Linked DNA regions of Mus musculus: all the other regions are linked to region 1. A link is a contact called in public Micro-C and promoter capture Hi-C data. All regions are on one chromosome and are shown on one strand. Each heading gives the region's core, a stretch centred on a gene start, on an enhancer-like site or on the middle of the called end of the contact. The rest is flanking DNA. Distances are from core to core; before and after follow the strand shown.

Region 1 (2,753 bases), core at 5-2,504:
TTAGGTTTCTTCTGCTTAGGGAACACATAAACTCTTGGTTATATGGGTTCATACTTTTAATGTTTTCAGTTTACTCTTTAGAAGTGGCAACGCATCTCAGTCAGGTGACCAGGAGTAATCATGCAAGCCTTCTAATACATCTTAGCATCCTGGAGGTCTCCTAGGCTAGGTTTCCAAAGGGTATTCGGCTTACTTTAACTTCTGATGCAGGACCCAGAGGGAGCCTGTGTTCTTGGAATACAAGGACACCTCAGAGAATAATCTCTTCTCTACCTTAGTCGAGGATTTATGCGTCCTCTATTTCTGAACTCTTGGGGACTCATTTTGTATGGTTAACCTTGCACAGCTGTGGGGCAAAGCGGGCACTCCTGAATGAGGCCTCAGGGTCCCTATGGCGAGAGACACAGCGATTCTGACTCTTAGACCACTTCCTATTTGCCACTTGTAAATAAAGTACTTCCTGGAACCGCATGGATTCACTCCATCCTTCCTTGTTTGCTGCAGAAGCGGCAGCTTAGGAGGAGGGCAGAGCTGGTGCCCAGAGAGGGCCTACGGCCTTAGGAGCAGTGAAGCGAGGGGAGGGCTGGGTAAGAGTCGGGACGCGGTTTCCTTCTATTGTCTTCCCTTCCTCCAGCACCCCTCCGCACCCCACTTTTCCCTTCTTGTGCGCAGCGCAGAGATGGCGGGGCCCAGCCCTTCCTCTGTCCAGCTAAGTTTCCACAGCCGGCGGCCCAGGCGAGGCTGAGTTCAGTACCCAAGGCAGTGCACACAAACCGCCCTCTCTACCCTTGGGGTTTCTTCCTTGATCTGGCTGGAAACTTCGTACAGTGAGGACGCTCCGGCCGGGGCTTTTGGAATAGGCCCCAGGCTAGGCCCCTCTGGGGACACCCCGAGTGCAGACTCTGGCCTCTGGAGGGCCAGGGCGGGTGGAGAGGGAAGGGTAGGAGTGGGCGGTGCTCTTCGCTCCCCCAAACTCAGCTCTCTTCCGCGCGCGAGGCCCACCCCGCGGTTCCGAAGGACCCCGGCGCACAGCACCCGAGAGCGCCCGCCTGCCCGCCGGGCCCCGGGGACCCCGCCTGCGCGCCCGCAGGGAGGCGCGACTGCGGCCTAGGGCGCCCGGCGGCTCCTCCCCTCCCCCTCCCCCTCCCGGAAGCGCGGGGCGGGGTCCCCGGCCGGGCCGCGGGGGCGGGCGCGGGGGCCGGGCCGGGGCGGGGCGCGGCGGACTGTGCGCGCCCACTCGGCTCCAGGCGGCCAGCGCTCGCGGGCCCAGGCCGCCCGGCTCGACCTGAGCACCGCGGCGGCGCAGCGACGGGATCCCTGGAGAAGCAGCCGCAGTCTCGAGACGTCCCCCGCGCCCCCCACTGCCCGCCCCAGGCTCAGTGTATGGGGCCGCGGCCCGCCAACCTTCGTTGAGACCGTCCCCGGGGTGCGGTGGCCTCGGGCTCCAGAGCCCGCCCCGCCACCCGAGGGCTGCGCGCGGCCCCGGGCCTGCTCGCCGCGCGGCTCCGCGCGTCCCGGGCCAGGAAGTGGCGGCGCCGAGCGCCATGGCCCACTCCCCGGTGCAGTCGGGCCTGCCGGGCATGCAGGTAGGTTGGGGTGGCCCGGTCGGGCTGCGGCCAGGGCGGAAGCGGGCAACTTGGCGGTGTCAACACGCCCCCCCTCCCCCCAACCAGCCGGGCCCGCTTCTCCGGGATCTTCGCCGACTCGGGCGGCGGGGATCTCGGGTGTATGCACGTGGAGGGGCTTTGGGGTCTGCGGCCTGGGGCCGAGGTGGGGTGCAGGAGCTTTGCGCTCCCCAAGTCCGACGCGCAGGCCGAGCGCCCATCCCGGGCAGGAGTCTGAACTAGTGTCCTTGGAGGCCCCGCTTTGGTGCCTGGGCCCTATGTGGGCCTGGGACAGGGATAGCGGCACTCTGGGGTCCGTCCTCAGTTAGCAAAAGTCCCTCCCCAGACCCCTCAAGCGGGAGACCCGAGCGCAGGGCGGGAGCGCGCCCCGGCTGGTCACAGTCCGGGCGGGCCGCAGGGCGGGGTGCAGGAAGATGTAACCTCGCATCGGAGCCTGTAGTTCTGGTGCGGAAAGTGCGAGGTTGCAAACTCGGGAGGCGGAACCCACACCTCCGCGAGCGCCCTGGTGTGCAGAGCCCAGGTTCATCCCTCGGGTGCCAGGACTCCGCTGCTGGACTTTCACTTTGAGACCGGTTGGCATCCAGAGGAACTGTGTGCTAGCGGGCTTCTTGGTGCACACTTTGTATCTTCTTAGCCTGCCAGTGACTTTTTCTTCGGAGGGGAAGGGGGCGGTGAGGGGACGGAGTTGAATTTCAAGTTTATATGGATGCACGAACTTTTTTTTTGCTATTGAGGATGGTTTTCTGCACTTTGAAAAACAATCACTTGTCTGTTCAAACTTGTAAAGTTTGTGAGCGTATATAATAAATACAGACATAATGATTGCGATTAAGATAGCAAGACCAGTCAAAGTTTTGCTTTCCCAAGGAAGTGAACGGAAGAGTTTTGCTTAAAAAAAAACAAACAAAAATCAACAACAACAAAAAAAAAACAAAACACCTCAGAATATCCAAGGTTATCAGTTTATAGATGCAGCAGGCGCCTTCTCTCTGGCTTCAGGGTTGAGCCGCATGGACCTTGCTTGCCTCTTACTGCTTCTGCCACTTCTGAAAATAGTTCCTATCCCTCTTTTCTTCTTCTTTTTTCTTTCCATACCACGTAAGGAAAATGGTTTTCTTGGCCCCGGTT
Region 2 (2,700 bases), core at 64-2,563, 550 kb after region 1:
TAGCTCTACCCTACTATACCCTACCATCTTGATACCAACTTGCTTTAGTTAGGGTTTCTATTGCTGTGATGAAATATCATGACCAAAAGCAAGCTGGGGAAGGAAGGACTTATTTAGCTTAACACTTCCAGATCACTGTAGAAAATCAGGACAGGACTTAGGAGAAGGACCTGGCGGCAGGAACTGATGTAGAGGCCACGGATGGGTGCTGCTTACTGGTTTGCTCTGCATGGTTTGCCTCGTCTGTCTTGCTCAGTCTATTTTCTTATAGAACCCATGACCACCAGTCCAGAGATGGCATCACCCACTGTAGGCTAGGGCCACCCCTACCAATTACAGTGTGGAGGCATTTTCTTAATTGATGTTCCCTCCTCTCAGATGACTCTGGCGTGTGTCAAGTTGACATAAAGCTATCCAGAAGAGTGGCCATTCCAGGAGGTAAGAAGACCCTGGGGTTGGCTGTGTGGTCTCCTCTTCTCCCTGGAGAACTTTGTGCTTCAGGCTCTGAACAGAGGTAGTCTGAGCTCTGCTCTTTTGCTAACCACAGGGAACCATTTCTTCTCTTAAAGACTGAAGTATCTGCAGTGAGACCCACCCCTTTTCTTATTTTGACGTCTCACTTGTTCTGAAACAGAACAACTTCTATCATGGGGCAAAAAGGCACAAAACCAGAGACCTCTTGACATGGACACATAGCACATTGCAGTATGGTCTTTCCTGGTCTCCAGGGTGCAAACGATGCTAGGAGTCAGATCTCATGTGCAGAAGAAGTCAGCCAGCGGCTTCAAACCTTCAGTGGGAACTGCCAAGCATTCTGATCTTCCAGGAACTCATCCAGGCGTCTGGGGGAACGGCTCTGTCTTTATTTGCATATGGAATTCTGGGGGCTGACTCATTCTCTGAGCAGCTGGCCTCACTTGTGGTTTGTGCAAACCCACGCTGAGAAGTTGAGGCCAGGCTCTGGTCAAGGGCTGGGTCTAATGCAACCCTAGGGCAGCTGGGTCGCTTATATTATCTCTGGTCTTCCTGCTTTCTTCTCATTGAACTAAACAGCTAGGGGGCAGGTCCTCAGTCAGCATCCACAAAGCCACTGCATACATGGAGCATTCCAACACACTAGGAAGGCTTAGCTTTCTGTTTAGAATTCTAGCAAACAAGCTACGAACGTTTAAAAAGACAACCCCCTTCTCTCCGGCTCAGTGAAAGCAAAACCAGGCAGCAAAATCAATAAATCATTAACTTAAAGGACGGCCTTTCGAGGCTCGCTGCCTGGCTTGCTTTGCCAAGTGACAGAAGGGTCACTGACTTCACCGTGGAAAGGAAGTTGGTAATGATTTCCCCTAGCTCGCGAACTCTTGCCGCGCTTGCGCTGACGGTGTAGGACTTAAAAGCGAGGCTATATCGCCCTCTCGTGGACGCTGTGTGCATAACCTGTGATGCACAAAGCTTTGAGCTACAAATCACAAATACCGACCAATAAGATACAGAACTCAGGGAGTGTCAAACTGGATTGTTGTAATGCACACACACTGTTCAGGAACAAGTGGCACGCCTTAGGACTCGTTCGAGAAAAGCGTATCTAAGTGGCTTTGTCAAATATCAGTACTATGAATGCCCCTTTTAATCTAGCGTATTTCCCCCAAGCTTTCTTACAATGTACAGGACAAACTGCAAGTTGTGAGATGATGATTCCAAGTTAGTTAGCATATTTGTCACCTCACATACCTCCTTTTTTTTCCTTCTTCACAAGAACACTTAGTCTCTTAGCAAGTTTTGCATATGCAGTGGAGTGAAGCCTGTGAGTAAGACCAGCTTGGAGACGTTTCCTTCTGAGAGCCGGGGAATGGGGTAGCAGGACCCGAGGCCGTGTGCTGAGCTGCAGGGTTTATTGTCTGAGCTAAAGGGATTCTCTCTACCCCACCTGATCTTTACAGCTGTTCTGGGAGTCTCAATTACTTCTGTTTTGACCAAGACAATTTAATTGGGTGTCTGTTGAAGGAAAAGGCCTGGAATCGATATTGTAGCAAAGTGTACCTCAGTGGCTAATTAGTGAACTCGACCTTGGGTTAGCATTGCTGGGAGAAAGCTGCCCGCTCTGAACACCACTAGCAAGTCCCATGTGCTGTCTGCTGTTGATGATCAACACTGTCCTCGTTACCTAGAAGAATGGCACATTGTAGAGAGACTATCGGTTGTTCATTTAAAATAATCATAGTTTAATTAAACAACCTGAGAGGTGTCAATACTTTGTCCTGATTTGCACTGAAATAATCAGTGTAATAAAACTTCTGGGGATGCCTAAAACTTGGTCCAATTATAAATGCCAAGTGGGGGGACAATGAGATAGCTCAGTGGGGGGACATTAAGATAGCTGAGTGGGGGGCAGTGAGATGACTCAGTGGGGATAGTGAGATGTCTCAGTGGGGACAGTGAGATAGCTCAGTGGGGGAAACAGTGAGATAGATAACTCAGTAAGGGGGGCAGTGAGATAGCTTAGTGGGGGGGAATGAGATGTCTTGGGGGGGGGGTGGACAGTGAGATAGCCCAGTGTGCAAAAGTGTGTGTTGTGCAGGCATGGTGCTATGGCTCCATTCCCAGTACGCATGAACGTCGAGAGAACCAGCTCTGTAGCGTTGCCCCGCCTCCGCCTATCATAGAGAACCAGCTCTGGAGCGTTGCCCCGCCCCTGCCTATCATAGA
Region 3 (2,700 bases), core at 183-2,682, 800 kb before region 1:
AAAGCGGAGTAATTCATATACATCCAGCATGGCCACAGAGAACTGCATGAATAACATGACAGTCTAGAGCTCAGGGCAAACGCTGGTGGGTCAGAAACAGGGATCAGGATTTCTGGTCTTGAATGGCCCCTGCGTGCTCAGCAATGGTTCAGACACTCTGAAAATAAGCAAGGAGCCTCCAGAAGTAGCCTACTGGTCCCAGACAGCACTTACATCCTCTGGTGGGTTTACTAGGACCACACTAGCACAATTGGCTCACTAAAGCCAAGTACCTGCCCTTGATAGAGATGATGCATGGTATGGGGGGCAGGGTGGTGGTGATAAAAAGGAGTTTACACTAAGCTCCAAGCCTATTAGAAGTGGTGACTGTGTGCGGTCAGGACTGGTCCTTTCACACTTCAGAAACGGAATCTCTGGGCTGGCCCAGGACCCCTCCCTTACCACCACTCAGGTTCCAGGAGTGATTTTCCTCCAGCCAGGGTGCAAGGCCACAGATGAGAAAATGAGGTGCCTAAGACCATATGGGTCCTGTCATGGGTCTGGGGTAAATCATGAAGCACAACACAAAAGATGTAAAAAACGCTAAACTGTGAACTCTGGCTCCATCGCTCCGTGGGACTTTGAGACAGTCTCTGATCCTGTTTCCTCACAATAGGCAAGACACCTTAAAGGAGAACTCAGGACACGTGCAGTTAACAGATAGGCAAGTGTCATGAGGGAGGGTCACTGTTTGTGACAATCTACAGTTCCTTTACCAACTAGTATTGCTATGTAGGCCAGGCTGGCCTCAAACTTGCTATGTAGATTAAGTGTAGCCTTTAACCTGCGTCCTCCTGCCTCCACTCCCCAAGTCATGGAATTCTTTTCAAATATCTACTCCAAAGCTGATGACGTAAGACTTAAAGTCTCTTGTTAAACCAAAGAAAACTTCAAAATATATGCTCTTTTCACCTAAAAAAAATTCAGTGTTTTTCATGAGCAGATTTTGGCAAAAGCTTTTTGGAACCCTCAGTCATTCTTGGTTGGGTAAGTGGGTCCAGAGAACAACATTTGGGAACCACTGTGCTTCACATAGGTGGGGTGAGCGTCTCAGCTACTCCAGAGCGCCCCTAAGTTAGCGCGGTACATGCCAGATGCTGACAGCCCTGCCAACCCAGTAACGTTTGTACCCATTGCCCGGGTCCACGCAAAGCCCTCCCACTGGGAGGCAGCAGCCGCAGCGACCTTGGCAGAGGTCAAGGACCGGAGGCACAGAGGTATCGGGCTAGAGTGCCCATGCAGGCTCCAGAGACCACTCTGGCTACCGCCTTCGCCGCGTGGCGGGGACAGAGAACCTGAACTCACAGCCTGGGCAGCGCCGCCGCTCCACGAACCGTGTTCCGCAGCACGCACAACGCCATCTTCCCGACTGGCCCGCCTACGCCCCGCCCTCGCCCCGCCTAGCTGGATTCGGCCACGCCCGCCCTACCAGGCTTAGCCCGGCCCCCCGCTTGCCACAGCCCAGGCCAGTCCAGCCAGACTCAGCCCCACCTTGCTTCTGCTGGCGAGGCCCCATGCAACGCTTCTCTTTCCAAAACCACGCCCGCCCTCGTTAGCCACTCCAATCCTCTGCGAGCCCTGCGCGGCTCTGCGCGGAGGCTTTGGTGACCCAATGCTCCGCCCGCTTCTGAAACGAGTTAGAGAAACTTGGGTTTTCTCTGGCAGAGAAGATTTAGGTTTCCGAGGGGCTTTTTTGCTGTTTTTATTATCAACGTGCCCCTAACACAGTCGGTGAGCCTGCGATGGTGCATAAGCTAAAAGTGGTCAAAGCAAATGGGCTCTACCTGAAAAGGTGCAGGCTTGGGACCCACACAGGCCCCTTCCCAATGCCTGCGGGTCTCCGGAAACTGAGAGAAGCTGCCATCGGTCGTCTTTCCTAATCCAGTGGTGCCCTACCTAGTGTCTGGTCCTTTCCACTCTCCACCCTCCACCATTCCTCTGTCTTCTACCTCTGCAGTTTTGATTTTGGTGGTCACTACGTTCCGTTTGTTCTGAATTGACACTCAAAGTCGTTGTCGGAAGCTGGATTAAAAAATAGACCCCAGACGGGCGTGGTGGCTCACGCCTTTAATCCCAGCACTTGGGAGGCAGGAGAATTTCTGCGTTCGAAGCCAGCCTGGTCTACAGAGTGAGTTCCAGGACAGCCAGGGCTACACAGAGAAACCCTGTCCCGAAAAACAAAAACAAAAGACCCCAGAAGTCCTTTGTAGCCAGAGTGGCAGCACAGATGCCGAATATCTGCAAGACTGAGTTATCGCTTAGTTTATGATACCAACAGGGCAGACTGTTCAAACCCTCTGTGAGGCCCCCTCACACCCACCCGGACCTCTCCTGCCTGCACCCAGTGAGGACCATCCCACTTTCCTGTCTCCACTGCGGGCCCCAGTCTGTTCCGCCAAAATGGAGCCTGAGACAAAGCAGTATCAGGAACACCCATTCCATCTCTAATTTACACATCTATATCTTGTACTAAGAGACTGAGCAGGCAAGCTTTGTCTGTCTCCAGATACTAGATCACACTCTTTGTCCTGTTACACTTCTCTATGGCCATCCATCCACCAGTAAAAACACAGGTCTGGGGGTTTGAGTTTTTAAAACTTTTGTTGTTGTTGTTGTTGTTGTTGTTGTTTGAGACAGGGTTTCTCTGTATAGCCCTGGCTG
Region 4 (2,817 bases), core at 28-2,527, 740 kb after region 1:
GGGTTTCTGTCAGGTTCCGCTGAAGTAATATAATATGCTTATTATAGATAGATAGCTTCAAGTGAGAATACAAACTTAGAGAGATTTGAGAGTAGCCCTTTATTAATGAGGACAAATGAAAGAAATGAAAGACAAGAGGGGAGTGTAGAGGGCAGCACCTCTGTGAGCGAGTCACTCACTGTCTGAAGCATTCACTGCCTCAGAGCACAGACAAACCGCAGGAAATTACTAATGAGTTTATCACCTCATCCAAAAGGCAAAACCGACCGGAAGAACTGACCAGAGGGCTTTAGTCACACAGAGGGTCAGAACATCCACAGACGCGTCCATGCCAAAGGATTAAGAACTAAGATGAATAAGAACCGGGCCTTAGCAGAACCACTGGGAGGATGAAGCCAAGGAGAGCGATAATGGGGTGGGTGGTACTGCTCAAATACTAGCCTGCGATTTTCCCTGCATGTCTGTTTTCTCTCACTCACATCCAATGAAGCCAAGTTGTATTCACAGTCTCAGGGGAAAGGTGAGGCCCTGTGGATAAGAGAGATAAAAAAAGAATCCGTTGTTTTTCCGAGTTTCAAGGATAGACGCCCTTGGAGAAATAGCAAAGCTGGACAACATGACAGCCAGGAGTAAAAGAGCAGGCACGGAGAGAATTCGCAAGACTCATGGAAGATAAAGGCAGGAAACAGATGGTGCCTGTGGCAAGTGAGTGAGAGAGGAGAGGAGAAAGGACTGGGAAATCAGCTCTCAGAGGAGAGTGTATGCCTTGCTTCCCAGAGGCCTGGAGGCACTTGGTAGAAGGGACCTGTCCTTGGATCTACAGACTCCCGAGAAGGATGCAGGACTGGGTAGAAGGGGCCTGATCCCTGAATCCACAGAGTCCCGAGAAGGATGCAGGACTCTTGAGACGGAATAAATATATGTGCACATGATCAATAGCAGAAGATACAATGTGTAGTGGACAGCTCTGGACAGAGCTGTAGAGGACTTGTGGAGCCTTGGCCCTGCATTTATGCCAGGCATACATACATCCACCTAGAAAGGAGCTAGAGACATATGCTGAGCGCTTCCACATGCCTCTGCAGAGTTACAGGAAAGTAGGAAACATACCTCTGGAGAGCCATAGCTCACAGTGACTCATGCAAAGACCTCAAAGCTTGCAGAGCTTAGGTAAATTTTCAAGGTCACCAAGCCATTACCAGACAACCAGTGCAGGCACGAAACCTTTCCCCATTCTGACTCCCACTAGAGTACAGTGGTCCTCAACCTTCTAATGCTGAGACCCTAGCAGTTACTCATGCTGTGGGGACCCCCAACTATAAAATCTCCATTGTTACTTCATAACTGTCATTTGGCTACTGTTATGAGTCATAATGTAAGCATGTTTCCTTATGGTTGTACGTGACCCCTGTGAAAGGATCATTTGACACCTCTGAAGGAGTTGTGACCCAAGGTTGAGTGTCCGAATCTTCTAACTCTGCCTCACTGAGCTTACGGGTAGAAGAGAATGAGGAGGTCCTGTGAAGGTAGTCCAGTTTTTTATCACAGTCTGGGTCATCACCTTTGTGTGTGTGTGTGTGTGTGTGTGTGTGTGTGTGTGTGTGTCTATATGTATGTGTTTGTGACTGTATGTCTACGTCTGTGTGTCTGTGTGTACATGTGTCTCTGTGTGTATGTGTATATGTGTGTCTGTATGTCTGTGTGTATGTGTCTGTGTCTATGTTCCTCTGTGTATGTCTATATATTTATGCCTGTATGTCTGTGTGTGTTTGTGCATGTCTGTGTATGTGTCTGTGTGTTTCTGTCTAGGCCTCTGTGTATGTGTGTGCATATGGAGACAGAGGACAATCTCATGTACTATCATCCATGTTTTTGAGAAAGTATTTCCCTGTGATCTGAGACTTTCTGATTAGTCCAGGCTAGCTGGTCACCAAGCCCTGGGGATCTACCCCCAGAGCTATGATCACAAATGCAGCCCATCATGTCTCTATTCTTACTGGGTTCTCGTGATTGCACAACAAACACTTACTACTGATCTATCTCCCTGGCCCACCATCTTTAAACTTTATAAAAAGGGACTCGGCTTGGCTTGGCTAGACCCTCCTCACTCTTTACCCCAAAGGTAAATAAATGAGAATGGCACCCATAGGCGCTGACATTTGTATGCTTGGCTCCTGGTTGGTGAAACTGTTGGAGAAGAATTAGGAGCTGTAGCCTGATAGAGGAGGTTCCCAGTAAACACACTCTCTGCTCATGGCTGTTGTCTCAAGATAACCCCTCAGTACTGTCCCATCACTGAGCTCCCTGGTGTACTACTCATAGACTCTAACTCACCCTCTGAAACTGTCAGCCACAAATGGACTCTTCCTTCTAGAAATTTGCTTGGCTGTGTATCTGCACAGCAATAGCAAGGTAGCAAAGATAGGGGCATAGGGCAGAAGAGAGGACTGGAGAAGAACTAACATGGAGGAGGGCAGTAAAGCCATGAAGAAACTTTCTAGTTTTACAAGTTTTTTTTTTTTAAAACAACTGAGTGTGTACATGTGCTGTGTGTGAGTGTGTGTAAGAGTGTATGACTGTGTGTAAGTGTTGTGAAAGTGTGTATGAGTATATGGGTGTGAGGGTGTGAGAATATGTGTATGTGTAAGAGTGTGTGTAACTGTATGTGTGTGAAAGTGTGTATGAGAGTATATATATGTGTGGATGTATGGGTGAGAGTGTGTATGAGTGTATTATATGAGTATGTGTGTGAGTGTGTATATGTGTGAGAGTATTGTGACAGTGTGTAACTGTGTGTTGTGTGAAAGTGTGTATGAG
Region 5 (2,786 bases), core at 269-2,768, 730 kb before region 1:
GTGTGCCTGGGTGAATCTTACCGATTGGTAGGCATTATTGAACCCTCTACGACTTACGTGTCATAGATACACGTTTGTTTCTTTCTAAAACTGTAGTGACCATGTTAACGCCACACAGGATAGCCCACAAACCTAAAGAGAAGCTGCAAAATGCCATGAAAACTTTAATAGCCTCCCTAATACTCTAAAACAACCTCAAAATTCACAACTGTGGTATAGCTAAGAGTCATAAAATAAACACCAGCTTAAAATTTTAGTAAATAAAAAGTGTAAACGTTTTCTTAACCATTATTTGAAGTATTAAAATTAACGGTTTCTGAGAGGCCCTGGATCCTCCAAATGGTTAAGTTTTAGTAACTTTACGAAATAATGGTGTATTGTGATGCTCTACACCTGATACCTAAAAGCTGCTTTCAGCTGGTAAACTGAAAAACGTGTGGGCGGATGGCCTACGAAACCAACATTTTCAAGGCAGGTTCTTTCTCCCGCTCTCTGCTGCTTTTTAAGTGTTTAAAGCCATCGCGGAGAAACCCATTTGGGGGTCTCTTAAAAATTTTATAGCTTAAAAAAAAATTTAAAGGCCAGGGACTAAACTTAACTACAACTAGTCTTTATTAACGCGGTTTTCAAGGAGGGTTAGAATGCGTCACAATCCACAGGTTAAATGATCAACTAGTATTCTTGAAGTTCGGTATCAAAGTCCTAGAGAGAATAAGCCGTCATGACCAGGAGTTCTAGGAAAGTGCAATAAAACAGTGAGCTACGAAATTAAGTTACTGGAAGTTGTCGCTCGGCTGGGAGCGCCCCGTGTGGGCATCGGGTCACCGCGTACCTGCGTGCAGGCCAGTCCAAGGGCGCTCCGCAAGCCGCCGGGGTCCGGGCAAAGCGCCCCGAGCTGCAGCGACGAGCCCGCGGGGACCACCCGGGGTCCGCAGGCCCCCGTCCCGTCGCGGCTCGAAATGCGACCCCACCCACAGCTACGCCCCTTCCCGCTCCTTGACCCCGCTCCTAGACCCCGCTCCCACCGCGGCGCGCAGCCCGACAGGCCTCCCCCACCTTGCACTCGTTGCTCTTCTCTTCGGCGCAGAAGTTGACCGGCGCCAGGCCGGGCAGGTAGAAGGCGCTTCCCGGGCGCGGGCCTGGGACCGTCCCTAGCAGGAGCAGCGACAGCAGCAGCAACCTGGAGCCTTGCGCTGGCGGCGACGCTGGCGGCCTGGAGCTCATGCCGGCGGCTGTGAGAGGCGAGCGGCCGAGCCGAGGGGGACGGCGAGGAAGGAGGGGTCCGGGGCGCTCGGAGATCACCTCAAGGCCCGAGCGCAGAGAAGGCCGGCCCGCAACGGCTAGTTCCGGTTACGCTAGGAGACACCGCGGGCCCCGCGACAGAAACCGAAGCGGGCCTCCACGGAGCATGCGCGGGGCCGCACGCACATGCTCAGTGCCGGCGCCGCAAGCGCAGCGGGCTCTTTCCGGGCGGGGCGGCCAAGAGATCCGCGTTCCGGGATCTGGGTGACTTCCGCCTGCGCGCTTCCGGCACCCACAGTCGGGTTCCAGGTTCCACCGTGGCGCTCCAGAGCGCCGCGCTTCTCGGGCGCACCTCTTCTCTGCCCTCTGTCACCTCATACCCGTCAGTCCGCTCAGGACTGATGAACCAAGTACTTTCTGATGGAGACCGAGTTGGTCGATGAGGCAGAGCTCAGGGGTTACCTAGTTGGGGCCAGGGTAAGGGAACAAATGGAAAGAGCGGTTCGTAAATCTTTAAACAGCTCTTAGAGGTTATTTGCAAGAATAATTCCTAAGCATCGGAAATGCTGGGACATTCTTGTGTGGGAGAAGTGTGCACACAACAAACATATCTTTCAGAAAGTCGAAATGAGATAGATGAGAGAGGGTAGTAAATATAAAGTAGCAATGGCAGGTTGCAATGAAGATACCGGGGCTTAGTTAAGCAAAGCAGTCGTGTTAAGGAAGACTATTACGGCATTATTACTCTTCGACAAGGTGCATAGCTTTTCCCATTGATAATGGGAAATGGTTATGTCTCTGTGTTAGTGCGCAAGCATTATGCTCAAGGAGGAGAAAAGTTTAGCATAAAAAGCCCATGGAGTTTTAGACTTCAACCGAATTCTTCCCCAAGTGCATCATCTTAGAATATAAAACACAGTCCTGGATGACTGTAACCCCCAAATTCAAGAAAAGGCAAATTCAGAAAATAGGTAAATTCAAAAAAGTTTGTAGTCTCATGCTATTAAATTTTTTCTGTGTGCTCATATATTGCTCCCTTCCCCAAAGTTTACAACTAACCAGATTTTCAATGGCTCTAGCACCTACAGAAAGAACTACTGACATACCTAAAAAGAGCTTTAACATCAAAGGTAATTTGTACTGGCTGAGCGTCCTGGCTTTGGAACATTGTGATCTAGCGATGTGCCTCTGGGCATGGGTTCATCACTGGAGAAATGAAAGTTAGAAGAGAAGACAAGGGTGCTCACCCTCTCAAAGAGTGGTAAAGATTAAGTTAAAAAATACTATATCACAAAAAAATAGGTGATATAGTAGTTGTCCCAGGCGGTCCTGACCACTTTTATAACAAAAGGAGGCGTGTCCATCAGCGCACACCATCTCAAATACATGCACATACTGAACTTTGGGCTAAGTCAAGACAACGCCCTTTGTCGAAAAAGGAAGCAGCTGTCTCCAAATATAAAGAGGTAGGATTAACACCCCCCACACACCTTACCTATTTTTCTGATAATACCAAACTAGACCTTCACTGCCGTAGCTCCCGC
Region 6 (2,798 bases), core at 72-2,571, 540 kb before region 1:
TCTGTTGACTGTAGCAGCACAATCAGTACTTCCTGTCAGAAACCTTCTCACAGAACACACTGGGTCCCAGTCAAGAGGTATCCATGTGGCTGACCTGTGTAGCATATGAAAAAACATAACTTCATATAAAACAATTATGATGTAACTTGGCAATGCCAAAGCATGTCTAGAGAAGGTTTCAAGGCAATCACCTCTCACCCACACAGGAACTGCTGCAGTGGTCTCCAGTGGCTCTATAGCACATTATTCTGGAAGGCTCCCACGGCACCCAGTGGTTTGTTAGCACAGCTAACGTCAGTACCTTTTGTAGAATGAAAGTTTAGCACTTCTGGGAAAAGAAGCAAGGTTCTCAAACTACCTCAAGTTCACGCTGTGGCAGCTGTGGTGGCTGACAGCTGGAGTCCAGCTCTCAGGAGGCAGAGACAGGAAGACCAGGGTAAGTTCAAAGCCAACCTGGTCAACACAGCTCCAAAGCAGCCAGTAAGGCCCCGTCTCAAAACAGGACAGACAAGATGACAGGAGCCAGTTTAAATCGCTCACACTATAGACACAGAAGCAGCTAAGCTTAGGCACCATTTAAAGGCTGGCAAATAATGTGTAGCCAATGTAGAGATACTTAGAACTGGACAAGGGCTGGGCTACTTTAAAGAGAAAGTTAAACTCAGAGTAGCTAGACAGCGATGCTCTGGGCTGCCCAATCCTCCCTTCTGTGGGTTTCACTTCCCTTCTCAGCTGAGAACACTGCTACATATAAATTCTTCCAGCTACATGTAAATTCCCCAGTCCTTCCCATGGTTTACATGGATGTTCATGCAAGAAAAAAATTACTGCAAGTCTTCCCTGAGATAGAAAATGGACAAAGTGTAGGAAGTACCTACAGGATCCAGGAACAGATCTGCAGGGCAGGGCAGGGCAGAGCAGAGCAGAGCAGGGCCATGGAGAAGATGACAGGTGACCGAGGTGGCAGGGTGGCAGTTGCTCTCTTTCAGGCAGGACTTTTCTGGAGAGGAGTTCTCAATCCTATCACATGAGTGCTATGCATTTCAACTGGATAGGAACTACACAGGAACAACAAAAGGCTAGACAAAGTCGAGGAGCTTAGAAAGCAGCTAGGCTTTGAACCTTGCTTTGCCCAGTGTCAAATCTCCTGCCTGTAAGTGACACAAACTTCAAACATCAAAACAAGCAGTTAATTCAAGAATATCTGCCTTTCTTCAAGATATGCCATTGTTTCAAGAGCAGCCCGAGATGAGCAGGACTTCATAAACAAATCACTTGTGAAAGAGAAAACCACATCCAGGGTAAAGTCCCACGCTGAGTGTCTCATTTCAGAGCGTTTCCTGAAAACGGCAGAGCAGTGCTCAGAGCTCAGCAGACCAACCCCACTATCGGTACTACATCTCAACAACCCTCCAACAAGACACAGCACAGAGACACCACCTACCTAACACAGGCGACTCTGAGCACTCTCTCTCTGGGACTGGGCAGAGCGGCAAACGGTCACCTCTCAGACAGCCTTTGACAGACAGGAGGTAAGCTGCATTCAATTAATTTCATGGCAAACCATTATCAGAAGTAATGTTGTGTTTACTAAACTCAAAACTTCTGTTCCATCAGATGAAGACCTTGAAACAACTGGTTATTCTTTTCCCAGGATTCAGCGCTCATTTTCAATATTTTTTATTAATAGTTAAGTGTAGAGTTTTAAATGTTTTTATTTTATTTTTGAGATTCCAATATAATTACATCATTTCTTCCCTCTCCTCCCTCCAAACCCTCCCACGTGACCCTCCTTAACCGCTTACAAATTCATGGCCTCCTTCTCTTAATTGTTGTTACACACACACACACACACACACACACACACACCTAAATACATATAACCTGCTTTTCTGTGTAGTGTTACTCACACGTGTTTTCAGAGCTGACCGTTTAGTACTGGATAACCAGTTGGTGGGCTCTTCCTGAGGGAGGCCTATTGCTCCCACTTTTAGCACAGAAGCTGCTAGTAGTTCTTGGTGTAGGACTGAGGCCTCGCTCTCATTCCCCTGTCATTTAACACATTATGTTGATGACATAGTACATCATAACATAATTCAATGTCTTTGTCATATAGTTTCAATTACTGTTTCATGAAATTACTTGGCTTCAATTTAAAAAAAAATAAAAACAAAAAACACAAAACCTACAGATAGTCATGGTACTTAAGTTTTCAAAAGTTAACCTGAAAGACAATCGGTTTTCAACACTCGCTCAAAATCGTGCAGAACATAGTCCGGATGGTAATACAGAGACACAAGCATCGAGCATCGCACTGAGCACAGTGAAAACTGGGGCAGGTGGACTACAGAAAAGCAGCCAGGGAAGGACAGCCTGTAGATACAGGTGTTTTCATGACAACACCAGGGAGAATGGTGATAGAGGAAAGACCAGGACTTCATTATACCTCAGAGGCTTCTTTAAAGACCACAGTGTTTAAGCCTCTAAGTCTCCTTTGCTTAATACTAAAGATTTAACCTTACTATGCAGTAATTTTCTTATTTGCGTAGAAACTAGTATTCTAGTTATATACATTTTGGGGGTGCTATGTAGAGCAAACTAGTTTCAAACAGAGATTCCCCCTCCCTCTGCCTCAGAAGTGCTAGAGTTAAAAGCATGTTGCTACCATTCTCAGCCTTATTTGGAAATTTTAATACAGGTTTTTAGATATATAGGATTTTATTCCAAAATCACATTTAAGCCAATTATGTGGCAAACAACAATGGGACCAAAGGAGAAAGCACACAGTACCTGGTCCT

What was found. Promoter capture Hi-C pulls out the DNA fragments that hold promoters and counts their contacts. A called contact is a pair of places that touch in the nucleus more often than the background predicts. Capture Hi-C pulls out chosen DNA fragments and counts their contacts.
Region 2: a Micro-C map of embryonic stem cells shows a contact between it and region 1, with 3 times the contacts expected there. The contact joins the enhancer-like site here to the promoter of Stk24 in region 1. A contact is called at or near these places in 13 of 39 promoter capture datasets (the 3T3-L1 cell line, 3T3-L1-derived adipocytes, the C10 cell line and 8 more), 7 of 484 Hi-C or Micro-C datasets (the Ba/F3 cell line, cerebral cortex, cortical neurons and 3 more), 10 of 115 datasets of contacts at active chromatin or transcription factors (the NIH/3T3 cell line, T-cell acute lymphoblastic leukemia, astrocytes and 7 more) and 1 of 9 other capture datasets (adipose tissue).
Region 3: a contact with region 1 is called in a promoter capture Hi-C map of liver, with 2.0 times the contacts expected there. The contact joins the promoter of Clybl here to the promoter of Stk24 in region 1. A contact is called at or near these places in 1 of 39 promoter capture datasets (liver), 1 of 484 Hi-C or Micro-C datasets (the G1E-ER4 cell line) and 2 of 115 datasets of contacts at active chromatin or transcription factors (bone marrow-derived macrophages and memory CD8 T cells).
Region 4: a contact with region 1 is called in a promoter capture Hi-C map of hippocampal neurons, with 2.6 times the contacts expected there. The contact joins the promoter of 4930424E08Rik here to the promoter of Stk24 in region 1. A contact is called at or near these places in 2 of 39 promoter capture datasets (hippocampal neurons and stem cell-derived epiblast-like cells).
Region 5: a promoter capture Hi-C map of liver shows a contact between it and region 1, with 3 times the contacts expected there. The contact joins the promoter of A330035P11Rik here to the promoter of Stk24 in region 1. A contact is called at or near these places in 3 of 39 promoter capture datasets (the C10 cell line, liver and pre-B cells), 2 of 484 Hi-C or Micro-C datasets (both in embryonic stem cells), 1 of 115 datasets of contacts at active chromatin or transcription factors (memory CD8 T cells) and 1 of 9 other capture datasets (liver).
Region 6: a contact with region 1 is called in a promoter capture Hi-C map of liver, with 2.3 times the contacts expected there. The contact joins the promoter of Gpr18 here to the promoter of Stk24 in region 1. A contact is called at or near these places in 4 of 39 promoter capture datasets (cranial neural crest, liver and pre-B cells), 1 of 484 Hi-C or Micro-C datasets (pre-B cells) and 2 of 115 datasets of contacts at active chromatin or transcription factors (bone marrow-derived macrophages and effector CD8 T cells).

The regions. Positions count from the first base shown.
Region 1 is chr14:121,377,731-121,380,483 of GRCm38.p6, reverse strand. Stk24 (serine/threonine kinase 24) reads left to right here and starts at 1,254. Exons shown (of 11, transcript NM_145465.2): 1 at 1,254-1,586. The coding sequence starts at 1,545.
Region 2 is chr14:120,830,689-120,833,388 of GRCm38.p6, reverse strand. No RefSeq gene overlaps it. Among named protein-coding and RNA genes, the nearest start is that of Gm33173, 16 kb to the left of the region's middle. Within about 2 kb of position 1,313, at least 277 of the 459 cell types and tissues checked have an H3K27ac peak or open chromatin away from gene starts, as enhancers often do. A contact at or near this core is called in 3T3-L1-derived adipocytes, the Ba/F3 cell line, the NIH/3T3 cell line and 14 more, where this site is marked.
Region 3 is chr14:122,180,426-122,183,125 of GRCm38.p6, reverse strand. It overlaps Clybl (citrate lyase beta like), which reads right to left and starts at 1,432. Exons shown (of 8, transcript NM_029556.3): 1 at 1,345-1,432. The coding sequence starts at 1,400.
Region 4 is chr14:120,635,482-120,638,298 of GRCm38.p6, reverse strand. 4930424E08Rik (a long non-coding RNA gene) reads right to left here and starts at 1,277. Exons shown (of 2, transcript XR_383786.1): 1 at 1,111-1,277; 2 at 81-528.
Region 5 is chr14:122,105,706-122,108,491 of GRCm38.p6, reverse strand. A330035P11Rik (RIKEN cDNA A330035P11 gene) reads left to right here and starts at 1,518. Exons shown (of 4, transcript NR_015586.3): 1 at 1,518-2,708. Tm9sf2 (transmembrane 9 superfamily member 2) reads right to left here and starts at 1,410. Exons shown (of 17, transcript NM_080556.3): 1 at 1,057-1,410. The coding sequence starts at 1,224.
Region 6 is chr14:121,914,411-121,917,208 of GRCm38.p6, reverse strand. It overlaps Gpr18 (G protein-coupled receptor 18), which reads left to right and starts at 1,321. Exons shown (of 2, transcript NM_182806.2): 1 at 1,321-1,532. The region is part of intron 4 of Ubac2 (ubiquitin associated domain containing 2); the gene reads right to left. Gm46485 (a long non-coding RNA gene) reads right to left here. Exons shown (of 2, transcript XR_001781471.2): 1 at 192-2,798; 2 at 1-94.